Regions from separate parts of the Mus musculus genome. Here region 1 is linked to region 2. A link is a contact called in public HiChIP or PLAC-seq data. All regions are on one chromosome and are shown on one strand. Each heading gives the region's core, a stretch centred on a gene start, on an enhancer-like site or on the middle of the called end of the contact. The rest is flanking DNA. Distances are from core to core; before and after follow the strand shown.

The links. HiChIP or PLAC-seq counts read pairs in DNA pulled down with a chosen protein or histone mark.
Region 1: a contact with region 2 is called in an H3K4me3 HiChIP or PLAC-seq map of bone marrow-derived macrophages, with 2.4 times the contacts expected there. The contact joins the promoter of Bola1 here to the enhancer-like site in region 2. A contact is called at or near these places in 3 of 39 promoter capture datasets (frontonasal cranial neural crest, hematopoietic stem and progenitor cells and macrophages), 2 of 484 Hi-C or Micro-C datasets (bone marrow-derived macrophages and forebrain), 6 of 115 datasets of contacts at active chromatin or transcription factors (CD8 T cells, the SCID.adh cell line, bone marrow-derived macrophages and 2 more) and 3 of 9 other capture datasets (adipose tissue, liver and pancreatic islet).

What each region holds. Positions count from the first base shown.
Region 1 is chr3:96,196,277-96,203,178 of GRCm38.p6, forward strand. Bola1 (bolA-like 1 (E. coli)) reads right to left here and starts at 1,310. Exons shown (of 2, transcript NM_026975.2): 1 at 1,274-1,310; 2 at 312-1,003. The coding sequence starts at 1,000. The coding sequence ends at 587.
Region 2 is chr3:96,131,064-96,138,496 of GRCm38.p6, forward strand. Otud7b (OTU domain containing 7B) reads left to right here. Exons shown (of 12, transcript NM_001025614.1): 2 at 5,411-5,561. The coding sequence starts at 5,477. Among named protein-coding and RNA genes, the nearest start is that of Mtmr11, 27 kb to the right of the region's middle. Within about 2 kb of position 4,173, at least 25 of the 459 cell types and tissues checked have an H3K27ac peak or open chromatin away from gene starts, as enhancers often do. A contact at or near this core is called in bone marrow-derived macrophages and pancreatic cancer cells, where this site is marked.

The DNA of each region.
Region 1 (6,902 bases), core at 60-2,559, 62 kb after region 2:
CAGGAATTCCCTCTTTTCCGGGTTAATTTTGGTATCCTTGCAAAACCCAGATAGTTCACTTCCTCACAAATCCCTTCTCTAGCCTACAGGTAATTTTCTTCTCATAAGAACGTCTGTAGGGACCTAACAGCTGTGTAAACCTGATGGCCTCTCTGAGTTCAATTCCAGAACCATGCAACTGGGGGAGGAGTAACTCCGAAAATTACTCTCTGACACCCAAGTGCGCAGTGGTGTTATGCAACCTCCCCCAGCCCCCATATGCACTAATGATGTGTAGCTCCAATTTAACAGGTATTAAGAGCACCGTTTGACCTCATGCACCAGCTTCTCTTTTATTATCATGGCCCTTTCCGATTCATCAGGACCTTTCTCTAGTCTAGCCCAGGCAAGGGCAAGAGGGAGGGAGTGGCTGCTCTCTCCCTGGGCTAGCTTAGCTTTCACCAGAGGTGTCTTTGCCTCTGCATGGTGTTCATTAGCAGAAAAGGCAGAGCTCCTGGTCCGTACAAATCAAGGAATAAGGTAGTAGTGATGTAGTAGTTTATTCTCAGTCGACCCATTCGGATCGTTCTCCCAATCCAGGTATTTATTAAGAGGTCCCTCGAGTTTTCTTGCTCCCACCTAGGCAGGGGGGACTAATGTCCAACTGTGGGTTTTCTCTCCACTGGGCGGGGGTCTTCGCCTGGATGGCCAGGGCATGTACCGGTCCAGCCAGCTCCTCCGACAGTGCCTCGTGGACCAACCGGTGCCGTTGCAAGGGGCTCATCCCCTCGAAACGAGAGCTCACCACCGCCACGCGAAAATGCGTCTCGCTGCCTGCTGGGACTGCGTGGCCACCGCTCTCGTTGCGCAGCTCCAGTACCTCGGGGCTCAGGGCTTGCTCCAATTTGGCGCGAATAGCGGCTTCCACTGGTCCTGCAGCCGCAGATCCCGCGCTGCCCCGCGATACACACGAGCGCGTGGCCATGGAGACCATGCACTGGGCCGATCGCGCACTTAGCATTCGCTGCGGAGAAACGAAGGACACGGGACTGAGTCCACACACCCTGCCCACGCACCCCAGACAAGCACACCCTGGAACCGCCTCTACTCTGCGTGGCGGGTTAACGCGGCTTCTACGCCGGTAGCGGAGAGACAAAGGCGATTGAGCGGCCAGAGCGCTAGGCACTAAGGGCACTGGGAAAGCATGGCTGGGAGCTGAAAAATGGAAAATGTACAACTTGGTCCTTTTGGCTGAGTCAGAGCCCTATCGTCTCTCCGAACCCTAGGGTGGTACCTTTGTACTTGCTGCGCAGCCTGCTGTACCACCGCTTGATCTAACAACCGAATTTCCGGTCGGACCACGCAAACGCCGCGTCAGGAGGCTCGCTAGGAAACGCAGTCCGGTTGCGTCTGGCAGGCGTTACCCAGTACCCAGAGGTTTTATGGGAATTGTAGTCCCTGCTTCTCCCGACCGGTAAAATCCTGCAAAGTCGGGAAATTAGAGCAATAAAAACAAAAGTGTTTCCTGTAAATTTAAGATGGTTGCACCAGATTTGTAGCTTCTTGATCTATAACCCAAATAGCTTAAGTCATTTGTATGTAATTAATAAAAAAAGAAGTCTCATGTAGCCCAGGTTGGCCTTTACCACTCTAGAAATGTCCATTATTTCCTGATCCTCCTGCCTCTACCTCCTACCTGCTGGGATTACTGTCCTGGGTTATTGATAGAGTGCTTCCATAGCAAAAACAGATTCTTATGAGATTACAGCGGACCTTGCTCAATTCAGAGGGGAATGTCTGCTGGGACAGTTTTCTTCCCAAGATAATCTGTCCTGCCCCAAACAGAGAATTCCAGTGAGAAGGAAAATGAAGATCGTCACACAGTTCCCTAAGAGCTGCACTAACTTGCCTTGCCCCCGCGCGCTTCTGTGTAGGACCCCAGCTTTGTTCCTTTCGGAGATTCCTTTGTTCCTGAGAGAGATAGAATAAAGACAGCCCTGCTCTCAGAGTTTACAAAGCACTAGAGAAATAGTCATAATGTTCATTGTGATACCGTGTGTCAAGTGTGTGGTGGAAATACACACAGTTTACTGTAAGCATATTACCTACACGTGAGGACCAAAGAAATGACAAGAGACTTCTTAGAGCAGTGTAGGAGAAACAAGAAGACCACTTTCTCACCTCATTTGGTCAGGATGTGGTAACTGAATGAAATCAGCACATGACTGCAGTCTCCCCTCCCCTAGCCTGAAACCTGCTTGCTCAGGGGTGGAGCTTCCTGCTCATTCGTTCTGCCACGCCCACTGCTGGAACCTGCGGAGCCACACACGTGCACCTTTCTACTGGACCAGAGATTATTCCGCGGGAATCGGGTCCCCTCCCCCTTCCTTCATAACTAGTGTCGCAACAATAAAATTTGAGCCTTGATCAGAGTAACTGTCTTGGCTACATTCTTTTCTCTCGCCACCTAGCCCCTCTTCTCTTCCAGGTTTCCAAAATGCCTTTCCAGGCTAGAACCCAGGTTGTGGTCTGCTGGCCGGACACAACACATGACCACTCCAAGGAATGGCTGAGGCAGTTCCTACTCTGTGTGTGAGGGAGAACACAGCCAGAGGCATCTGGAAGGGTCTAGTGCAGGAAGAAAATAGAGCAAGCTAAACAGCAGACTGAACAGGGCTATGAAGGGAGAGGAGGGGAGGGAGAGTGAGAGATGGAGAGAGAGAGAGAGAGAGAGAGAGAGAGAGAGAGAGAGAGAGAGAGAGAGAGAGAGAGAGAGAGAGAGAGAGAACCAGAGCCAGAGCCAGAGTCAAGAGAACCAAGAAAGCTCATGGCCAAAATGGCTGGGTTATATAGTATAGGAGTCAGAAGCTGGAGAAGGGAAGGGAAGCCCTGAGCTGGAGCAGTTTGGAGATAGGGTGAAAAGAGCTAAGGAAAGCCATAGATAACGAGTTCTGCTGCCAGCGTGTACTTTGGTGTAATAGAAACCATAGTTACCTATTTGTCCCTGGCTTCTTTGGGACCCAACAGCAGCCTTGTCTTTGGGCTGTCCTGAAACTCATAATGTATACTAGGCTGGCCTCAGACTCTGTAGATCAGACTGGCCTTGTTTGAACCCAAAGATCCACTTGCCTCAGCTTCCCAAGAGCTGGGATTAATGGTGTGTGCCACTACTGCCAGATCAAAGATCAAAGTTTACTAAAAGAAGACAATGCTATAGACATTTGTTTGTTTTTTTAAACAAAACCAAACAAATACTAGGGTAGGCAAGCTGTAATCTCAAGGGGGAGAATGGAGACAAGAAGGAAACATTCCATGTTGTTTGAGTTAAGCAGGCATGAAAGACAGCCACATGATGGAGACCAGAGCTTTAGAGAAAAATAAGGAATCCTAAATTACCAGAAAAAGAAGACCTAGGCTCCGGACAGCATCCTAAGAAAGAATAAAGGAACAGTTGTACCTCTCTGGGTAGACCCAACTGTCGGATCCCAAGGAAATTCCACTTCCCCAAATTCCAAAAGGCAGAGAAGGGATAAATGGCTACCTGAGCTTCCAGTTAGTATACCAAAGCCTATGCTGGCCTCCAGGCTCCCTCAGTATCTCAAGTACCTCTTAACAGAGTTCAGAGTCTGGCTAGCACCCTGCTAGCCCTTCTCACTTCCTCTCTTACCCTAAACTCCCTGCAGCCCACAGGTTTCCCTCCCCCCAGCCACACCTCCTGGTAACCTCCCCCCACCTTGATCTCCCTGTCTCTGCTTTCCCTCTCTTCCCCCCCACCCCCTCCACCTCCCCCTGCACTTCTGTCTCTGCTTGGCTCCTGCTTCCCCCCTAGCCAGGTCCAGTCTGGTGGCCACGCTCAGTCTCTCTCTCTCTCTCTCTCTCTCTCTCTCTCTCTCTCTCATATCTATAATAAAACCCTTCCTGTAAACCATACGTTGGAGTGGTCACGCATAACTTTACTTTTTTTCAAAGTCTATTTTAATGATAGTTCTTATATTAGTCAGGGTTCTCTAGAGTCACAGAACTTACAGATAGTCTCTAGATAGTAAAGGAATTTATTGATGACTTACAGTCGGCAGCCAATTCCCAACAATTGTTCAGTCGCAGCTGTGAATGGAAGTCCAAGGATCTAGCAGTTACTCAGTCTCACGCAGCAAGCAGGCGAAGGAGCAAGAGCAAGAAGCTAGACTCCCTTCTTCCAATGTCCTTATATTGTCTCCAGCAGAAGGTGTAGCCCAGATTAAAGGTGTGTTCCACCACACCTTTAATCCCAGATGAAAGGCGTAGCCCAGATTAAATGTGTGTTCCTTAAACTCGGAGATTCAATCTTCTGGAATTCATAGCCACTGTGGCTCAAGATCTTCAAACCAAGATCCAGATAAGGATCTCCAAGCCTCCAGATAAGGGTCACTGGTGAGCCTTCCAATTCCGGATTGTAATTCATTCCAAATATTGTCAAGTTGACAACCAGGAATAGCCACTACAATCCACCCCTTGTCAACTTGACACAAATAATATCTCATGTTCACATAAAACAATAACAAGGTTGTAAATACGCCTAACATGATATAACTATCCCTCGTACAATCGCAAACGCATTAGTAAATTTACAATGGGCATTCATATTACTTTATAATCCTCGTTTCTGCAACTGGTTACGTGGCCTTAATTGGTATTTATAACTACCTTCCTCTACTACCCATTCTGTATTTCCTTCACCTTCAGCCAGCACCTCAGCAGGTCTTGGCTCTTTTCCTGGAGGATTGACCCATACCTTCATTCCTGATGGGTCTGTGTCCTTTGTCATCCTGCTTGGATTAGGCTGTTGTAGTTTCCCATTGACTTTAATCACAGGACATGGTAGTACTAAGAGACGCCCTAAGGGATCTCCTACACTCCAGACATAATCTTGCTTACCACCATTGTGAAGAGGTAATCCAATTTCCCCATGGTAATCTGGATCTATCACCCCTCCTAACACTGTTATTCCTTTTTTAGCCTGTTGGTTTAAGGGCATTAGAAGCCCAAAATGACCAGGGGGAAGTCTGAGCTTCCAGTTCAATGGAATGTTTGTTGTAGCTCCTGGTAGGAGCACTCCCCTCTCTGGAGCCAAAACTTCTAGGCCAGCAGAACCTAGAGTTATGGGGACAGGAAGCAAAAATTTTCCTAGAGGGTCACTAGGAGTGATAGTAAGTGGAACTATTCCGTTTTCCACCCCTTGATTCCTGGACCCATGAATCCTGGCTATGGGTGAAACTGTACCATATATCGAGCGCTGATTCAAAGCATATACTGCCTTCTGAAGAACTCTACCCCAGCCTTCCAAGCTGTTACCACCTAATTGGCGCTGTAACTGCGTCTTCAAAAGGCCATTCCATCTTTCTATCAGCCCAGCTGCTTCAGGATGATGGGGAATGTGGTAAGACCAGTGTATTCCATGATCGTGGGCCCACTGTCGTACTTCTCTGGCTGTGAAATGAGTTCCTTGGTCAGAAGCAATACTGTGTGGAATACCATGACGATAGATGAGGCATTCTGTCAGTCCGTGAATGGTGGTTTTAGCAGAGGCATTACGTGCAGGAAAGGCAAATCCATAACCAGAATAAGTATCTACTCCAGTAAGAACAAAACGCTGTCCTTTCCACGAAGGAAGTGGTCCAATGTAGTCAACCTGCCACCAGGTTGCTGGCTGGTCACCTCGAGGAATGGTGCCATATCTGGGGCTCAGTGTTGGTTTCTGCTGTTGGCAGATCTGGCAATCAGCAGCAGCAGTAGCCAGGTCAGCTTTGGTGAGTGGAAGCCCGTGTTGCTGAGCCCAAGCATAACCTCCATCTCGACCACCATGACCACTTTGTTCATGTGCCCATTGAGCAATGACAGGGATGGCTGGGGAGAGAGGCTGACTGTCCACAGAACGGGTCATCTTATCCACTTGATTATTGAACTCCTCCTCGGCTGAAGTCACCTTTTGGTGAGCATTTACATGGGACACAAATATCTTCACATCCTTTGCCCATTTGGAGAGATCTATCCACATACTTCTTCCCCAGATGTCTTTCTCACCAATTTTCCAATTGTGATCTTTCCAAGTCCCTGACCATCCAGCCAATCCATTGGCTACAGCCCATGAGTCAGTGAATAATCGTACATCTGGCCACTTCTTCTTACAAACAAACTGTAATACCATGTGTACTGCCCGAAGTTCTGCCCACTGTGAAGATTTCCCTTCACCTGTGTCTTTCAAGGTTGTCCCAGAAAGGGGTTGTAATGCTGCAGCTGTCCACTTCTGGGTGGTGCCTGCATAACGTGCAGAGCCATCAGTAAACCAGGCTCTAGTCTTCTCCTCTTCGGTCAGTTGATCATAGGGAACACCCCATGAGGCTATAGGTGCATGCTTGGCAGCAGATGGCATTGTAACAGGAGTAGAAACCATAGGCATTTGAGCAACTTCTTCATGTAACTTGCTTGTGCCTTCAGGACCTGCTCTGGCCCGATCACGTATATACCACTTCCATTTGATAATAGACTGCTGCTGTGCGCGTCCCACTTTATGACTTGCAGGGTCTGATAGTACCCAGCTCATGATGGGTAATTCAGGTCGCATAGTGACTTGGTGTCCTATTGTCAGACGTTCAGTTTCCACTAAGGCCCAATAGCAGGCCAAGAGCTGTTTTTCAAAGGGAGAATAGTTGTCTGCAGATGATGGTAGAGCTTTGCTCCAAAATCCCAAAGGCCTTTTCTGTGATTCACCTACAGGGGCCTGCCAGAGGCTCCAAACAGCATCTCTATCAGCCACAGACACCTCAAGTACCATCGGGTCTGCTGGGTCATATGGTCCAAGTGGTAGAGCAGCCTGCACAGCAGCCTGGACCTGTTGAAGGGCCTTCTCCTGTTCCAGGCCCCACACAAAGCTAGCAGCTTTCCGA
Region 2 (7,433 bases), core at 2,923-5,422:
GGTTTTGAGTAGTAGAGGCGGCTTAATGGTTAAGAGCACTTGCTGATGCCCAGCAGTGGTGACTCATGCCTTTAATCCCAGCATTTAAGAAACAGAGGCAAGGGGATTTCTGAGTTCCAGGACAGCCTGGTCTACATCGAGAAACCCTGTCTCAAAAAGCCCAGGGAAAAAAAAAAAAAAGCACTTGCTACTCTTGGAGAAGACCCGAGTTTGGTTCCCAGAACCTACATGGTGGCTCACAACTATCTATAATTCTAGATTTCCAGGAATCCAGTGTCCCTTTTTGACCTCTGAGCACTAGACATACATGTAGTATACATACATACTTGTAGATAAAACACTCATGCATATAATGAAAATAAATCTTTAAAAAAGAAACTAGGTTTTTGCAGATTATTTAAGTGATCAGTCATTGGTTTCCCTTTCAGTTCTGCAAGAAGGGGTAAGAAGCGAGTCTGTTCAGGTTCCCTACTCTGCTGTCATCCTAATCTAGTTCATCATTCATTTCCTAAGTCTGCTGCTGTCTCAGACTCTTCTCACCAGAGTCAGTATGGTTGTAACAACGCCAACAGCAAAGGTCTTTAAAACCGTATCATTCTGGTATGTTAATAATTCATTTCTGATTCTTTTCCACCTGTGCTCACAATTCGAAAACCTCAAATTTTCCCAGGGTCTGCTAGGTCCTGTCTGTGTTTTCTACAGCTCTCACCTCTCACAAACTGCTTTGTCGGCTTGGAGCTATCTTAATTCCAGGCTATCTCTCTAGTTGCTCACTGTCCAGTTCTTAGTTAAGTACCACGTCCCTGTGGCGGCTTCTCCTGCCTTACGGGAGATAACATCCTCGTCTTCAGTATTTATTATTGTGAGAGTTTATAATTTTTTCCTTTTTACTGTAGATATTTTATAAGCACGGAGATTGTGTCTGGTTCACTGTTCATGTTTAATCTTGAGCATAGTGCCCAATGTTCCGTTGGCAGTTGATGGACTTTTTATTGTCCCAAGCATGATGTGGTTAAGGGAGTAGATGCTGTAGAGACTAAGAGAGTAGCTGTAGAATGGAGAAGAGCTGGAAACTTGGTGTGGTGGTTGCACATGTAATCCTAGTACCCAGGAGGCAAGGGTAAGAAGATCACTACAAGTGGGAGGCCAGCCTGGGTTTCATAGGAAGCTCTAGGCCATTGAAGGCTGTGTAGCGGCGCTGTCTTTTAAAAAAGAAAAGAAAAGAGAAAAGAAAAGAAAAATGTAGAGTAAAATGCTAGCATTTCAGTCTACCAGTGAAAATGGTTTTGAATGATCTCAATAGAGATGAAAGGTTTTAGATATTATGAAACTCTAAGGTAGATGGATTACAGATGAGCATTAACATTTCTCAGGAAAATGGCAGGACTTGAAGTGAGGAAACACTGAGCCTGCGACTGTGTTCCCTAACACTGAGTGCGGCTGTGCTCCCTTTCTGTGTCATGCCTTCATCCCTTTGGAAACGGTGGAGGCCAGCAGGAAGATATGCATTCAGACTTTCTACATTCAGACAAGCTATTCACCTGGCTTTTTGTTTTCATTGTTGAGCAAATATGATAGTATGTGGCAGTTGGCAGGAGGCGTTGCTAGCCTTGTGTGCTGCTGAGTGCACAGCTGTTGAGTTGTCATTGAAAGAGCTTAAGGAATACTAGCTTGTTCTTGGTTCTGTCTTCAGGAGAGCCTGAAAGTGGAAGCAGGGTAAGAGGCAGAATTGAATTTTGAGCAAGATACTCTGTTTATGCAGTTCTGGAGTTTATAGCTATGATCAGCACCAACATTTATAAATGAATATAGGTACAAGTAAAGACAGATCCAGGCAAAGAGTTTATAAAAGCACCTGGCTCACGATAATGATGTTTGGCTGCAACAAGTAATTTTGTAAAGAAATGATTTAATTTCCATTGAAAAGTCCATCATTCTCAGGAGTCAATTTTGTTGTTCAGTAGAACTGAATAAGAACCAGTATGTGAACATTATTAGGGGGAGGAGTGTAGTGATAGGTTTGGCTTTTATTTAGAAAAAACAACTTATTACAGTTGGATCTGAAAGTAATGAGCTCCCTGTCAGAGCTTGTATTCACTTGGGAACTGGACAATCTGCTAGAGATGTACTAGAAGAGTTCTTTGGTGGGGTCAGACATGGGACTGAGTAATTGGTGACAGCCCTTCTACTAGGAAAACTGGATGCTTTTGACTGAATCCATCTATAAACCACACAGTCAACAAATATTTGAGTGCTGCTTCCCTTTTATTTGAAAAGCTGAAGGTTGTGTTTGTTTTTTTGTTTGGGGTTTTCCTTCCTGTGTGTTGAGACAGGGCTAGCTGAGTCTTCGTAATTGGCTTCGGTATCCTCACTTGGAATTTGAGAAGCATCAGCCAGGTGTTGTGATGTTGTAACAAGATCTGCTGTCCTTCTGTTGGGCGAAGGTCACAGTCCAACCATGTATTGGAGAATCCAATACAAGAATGAGCTGCCAAGAAGTTTGCTTTAGTGCTTCACATTTTTTGCTGAAGAGCCAGTCTTTCCTGATAGGAGTTATTTGTTTATTTTAGATGTTTGGAATTGAGCGGCCTACCTTCTGTTTCCATGTAAGATCCCGGATGCCATGACACTGATGGTTTTTGTTTGCTTCTCCCTCAGGAGCCTCTCTCGATCTGGCTGGAAATTGTTTGCATGCCTGTGGCTCAGTCTCCTTCGTTCCACGGAGCGCTGTGTGTGCTGTTTCGTCTTTCCCACGTCCTTTCAGAAAGCTGTTAGAGTAGCTTACAGTGGCTTGACTGTCTGTCTGTCTGTTTGTTTGTTTGAGGCAGGGTGTCATAGTTCTATCTGCCCTCGAACTCATTACATAGACCAAGCTGGCCTCGAACTCACAGGGAATTACCTGCCTGCCTCTGCTTTCAGAATTCTAGTATTAAAGACCTGAGCCACCACACAAGTTTACCTTATTTTATTTTTTAAGAGTAAAGATTTAAGTTCATTTTGGAGTTAGTCTCTTAATTTTGGACTATTTATGTTTGTTACTTGGATAGTGCCCATGTCCTGTGACAAAGTGGTGAATACAGTGGGCTTTGGAGAGAATTCTCATTTGCATTAGATGAAAAGCCTTTCATTCACCTGTGAATTCTGAAAGCATTTAATTTTTTTTTTTTTTGGACAGGGTCTTTCTTTGTAGCTTTGAATTCTCAATCCTCTCGCCTCTGCCTCTTGAGTGCTGATGTTAGAAATGTGTAATACTTGCCTGCCTTGAAATTCAATACTTTTTATTGTTGTTGTTGTTGAAACACTTTATTCAGAGGCTTGGGGGAAAGTTGTAGAAGTCCATGTTGTCTGCTGTCCTGCCCAGGGCAGACCTTAGAGATCTCCCTGTCACTAAGAGCTTGAAACTCAATTCTTAGGCACAAGTTGCAAGGGGGCTGGGTCACTTCATAGAAAGCTTGGCCAGAAGCTCTTCATGTAGTTCTGGATTAGTGTGAGATTAACAGCAGGGGCTGTTTACCTTAGGCTGGATTGCTGGCTTGGTGCTTAGGATAGTGAAACAGATGCAAATTAGACATTTGTTTATAATGAATTTAGTCACTAGGTATTTATAACTGCCTATTATATTGTAGATACCTTGCTCAGTGTTGGACTAGGGATATGAATAAATCATGCTCTGTACCCATTGGTTTCTTGTATTATTAGAGCACTATAAGAAATAGTGATTTCTCTTTTAAAAAAAAAAATCCAAAGAACTACCACCAACAAAACAATTCAGTTATCAGGTTAGAGACTTATAATTTTTACAACCCACAAAAATTTGCTATTTGCCTTACTAGTTCTAAAAATGTAGAAAAATGGAATCAGATCATACTACAAAAAAGTTGTATTAAGGGATAGAAGAGGAGTGAAGAAAAAAATCCTTGGAGGTCATGCTTAGGCTTTAGGTTTTCGGAGGAATGTATTGTCTGAGTCATCTGTTGTTTTCAACAATTCTGGTTTTGTCTTTTCCAAAAAGATGATTAGTGGGTGCAATGAGACAGTTGGATACCTGGGCACTTTATGAACGAGCCCCTTCTACAGAGCACCGTAAGACTAATGAGTGTGGTCAGAGGTGGATCTCCACCCTATTTTTGCTTTCTCAGCTGGGACTATTAACCTCAGAGGAATGTTGACATGGTGCCAGGCTGTCAGGTCAGGGACATAGTTTCTGCTAAAGTCAAGTCTGAAAGAGGGATCTTTTCTCAGGTAAACTGGCACTCGTTTGTCCTGGGAGACAACTCTTTCTGATTGTGTTTCCTGAGTTCTGCAGTTAGTGACTGTTGGGATGAGCCTCTGGGATCTCCACTCAGAGTGTGGAATAGTTTGTTATTTTGAGAAGTTTCAGCATTCAGTTTACTCTTCCTGTTTTCTCAACTAGCATGAGAATATTAGTCAGCCTTGAAGTCATCTGCTGTATAGTGTTATTTTGTTTAATAAGTATCTACTAAGGGCCAGTGTGCCTTGTACTGTGTCAAGTAGTTCATCCTGAGGATAGATCAGTAAAGAAGACATGCAACTTCCTATTTCCAAAAATTTGACATGAAAATCAAAGGCTAGGGCTGGTGAGATGGCTCAGTGGGTAAGAGCACCTGACTGCTCTTCCGAAGGTCCAGAGTTCAAATCCCAGCAACCACATGGTGGCTCACAACCATCCGTAACGAGATCTGACTCCCTCTTCTGGTGTGTCTGAAGACAGCTACAGTGTACTTACATATAATAAATAAATAAATCTTTAAAAAAAAAAAAAAAAGAAAAAGAAAATCAAAGGCTAGGCAAAGAGTGATTAAAGTACGTTCAGAAGAAAGCCAGAGCATGGTGGCACATACCTGTAATATCAGCATTCACAAGGCTGAGACAGGATGATTGCTACAGGTTTGAGGTTAGCCTGAGCTACATACGAAGCATTGTCTACAAAACCAAAAACCCTTAATAATCAATATGTTTCAGGAGGGACATGAGCATGGCGCCATTTAGGAAATATTGTAGGTCAGAGAGCTTTCTAGGGCAGCAGATTGCTGCCTTCTCCCTTTAGACTGGAGGGGCAGACATGGCACTAGGGTGGGTATAGAGCACTTCCTAGTATATGCAATCCCTGGGCTACATCCTCAGTGCCTTTCTCCTTAAAAATCAAACCAAAACAATGAAAAAAGCAGAAGCAAAGCTTTGTTGAGTAGTTTGTAGTTACTGTAGGTATTAAAATATTGTTAACAAGGAAATGAAATGTGATTCTTCATGAAAAAATTTATTTTTTGTTTGAAAATTCAGTTGGAATGAAGGAACCAGAACAGTTAGCATGTGTTAAGAGACTGTTGAAATCGGGCTGTGATGATGCTGTTCTGGTTAGGTGAGCCTTGTGCATGCATCTCCTTTTCAGGTCAGAGCCTGGATTTGGATCTATGTTCTGCTCACATCCTGCTGCCTGAGAGTACCTGATGATCCCATGACCCTGGACATGGATGCTGTCCTGTCGGATTTTGTTCGTTCCACAGGTGCAGAGCCAGGGCTGGCTCGAGATCTTCTAGAAGGTAAGGAGAAAGTGAGAAAAGAGAAAGCAAAATCCCATTAGGGTGATTTGGAACATTTTAAGGGGATCAGAAAAATGTTTTGAGTGCTGTAAACCCTCCATTTTAGTTGCTTCTATTGAAACCACAGATTCCCTGGTCACCTTGTATGTATTAGGTGCTTGCTTCATTGTGAATTTATATTCAGGTAAGTCAAGGGGAAAGTTAGATTAGCCCACTAAAATAATCATACCTGATCTTGTCCTCTAGCCATTATGCACACGCTATACATATATACTACCCACTTGTTCTAGCATCTATATGCATTTGTATGCACATACAACACATATATACCACACATGTGCCCAACAACACACTCAAAGTTAAGGAAAAAATAAAAATAAAATCATCCTCTTAAAAGAGCAAGTGTTTCATTGTGTGTGTAGTGTACCCAGTATATGCAAAGTACTTGATGTATTATTCTCTCAGCTGCTGTGTTATATAATTGCAGTGAAATTACATAGGATTTGAACCTTGACCGGTTTTCAGAGTGTGGCTCTTAATGATCATGTTACAAATACTTCTTGCATGTTGTAAACACTCATAAAATTGAAAAAAAACAAACAAACTAAGAATGTCATGAGTATGAAGAGGGAAATCTAATTTAGCTTTCAGGAAGGACTACCCAGGAAAAATCGCTTAATAAGATGACCCTAAGAGGAGAGAGAGTGATGTAATGGAGTGGTGAGCGAGATGGGAAGAGTGGTTCGTGAGTGATGGGAGCTGGCAGGGTGGACAGGAAGCAGAGTATGGGGGCGTTTGTTCGCCATAGTCAGGAATTTATACTTTCAGTTTACTGGAAGTAAAGTTTTTAATAGTATAAGAATAGTTTTTAGAGTTTAAGGGTTTAATCTGTTTCAATAGGTTATATATAGGCCATTGGTAAAGCCAGGTAAGAATTTACCATAGTTGAGGTGAGACATAATAGTGACTGCAGTGTTGGTGAGAGGGAGAGGAGCTGATGGAGTTAGATATTAGTCGCTAGAGAGATGCATCAGCAGTTAAGAGCATTTGCTGCTCTTCAGAGAACCTGGGCTCATGTCTCAGTACCCACATAGTGACTCACAACTGTGAGTTGGCCTCCTTGGACACCAGGCAGGCATATGATGCACATACATACATGCAGGCAAAACATTCATACACATAAAATAAAAAATAAATATATTTTTCAAAAGGTACCATTTAGAAAGGGAATCAAAGAACTTGTTATTATTGTTATCGTCTCTTTCTTTAGTGTGCTAATTTTCTTTAAAAAGTTAACTCTTTGCTAGGCATGGTGTCACATAATCCTAGCACTTGGGAGGCAGAGGCAAGCAGATCTCTGTGAGTTCAAGACAAGCCTGGTCTACACAGTGAAACCCTATCTTAAAAACAAAACAAGAAAGCGTTAACTTTGGTTATAGTACAAAGAATAAATTAGAGAGAACAGAGATTAGGAGCAGAGACTCATTAGAAAATCTTCCCAGAGAGTCTCCCTCTTAAAGGAACAAAGGAAGGACACACTATACATATATACTACACAGGTGAACTTATAAAGACTTGAATTAGGGCAGAGACAATAAAAACAGACAAGAAGGAATGGATTGGAGAGTTACCTAAACAACCCTCTGAGTAACTGAGGGGAGGGAGAAGAACGGTGGGTCTGGGCAATAGTGAGGAGCTCCTGCTAGAGGCTAGGGACTGGAGAAGTTGTGATGCTCTTACTGATTTAGGGGCCACATGAGGAAGAGAGGGTACAAGTTTTGGAGAGATTATTAACATTCGGTGCTGGACATTATTAACATTCGGTGCTAGTGTTAAGAGGTCCTGATGACTTTAAGGAGTTTCCTGACAGTT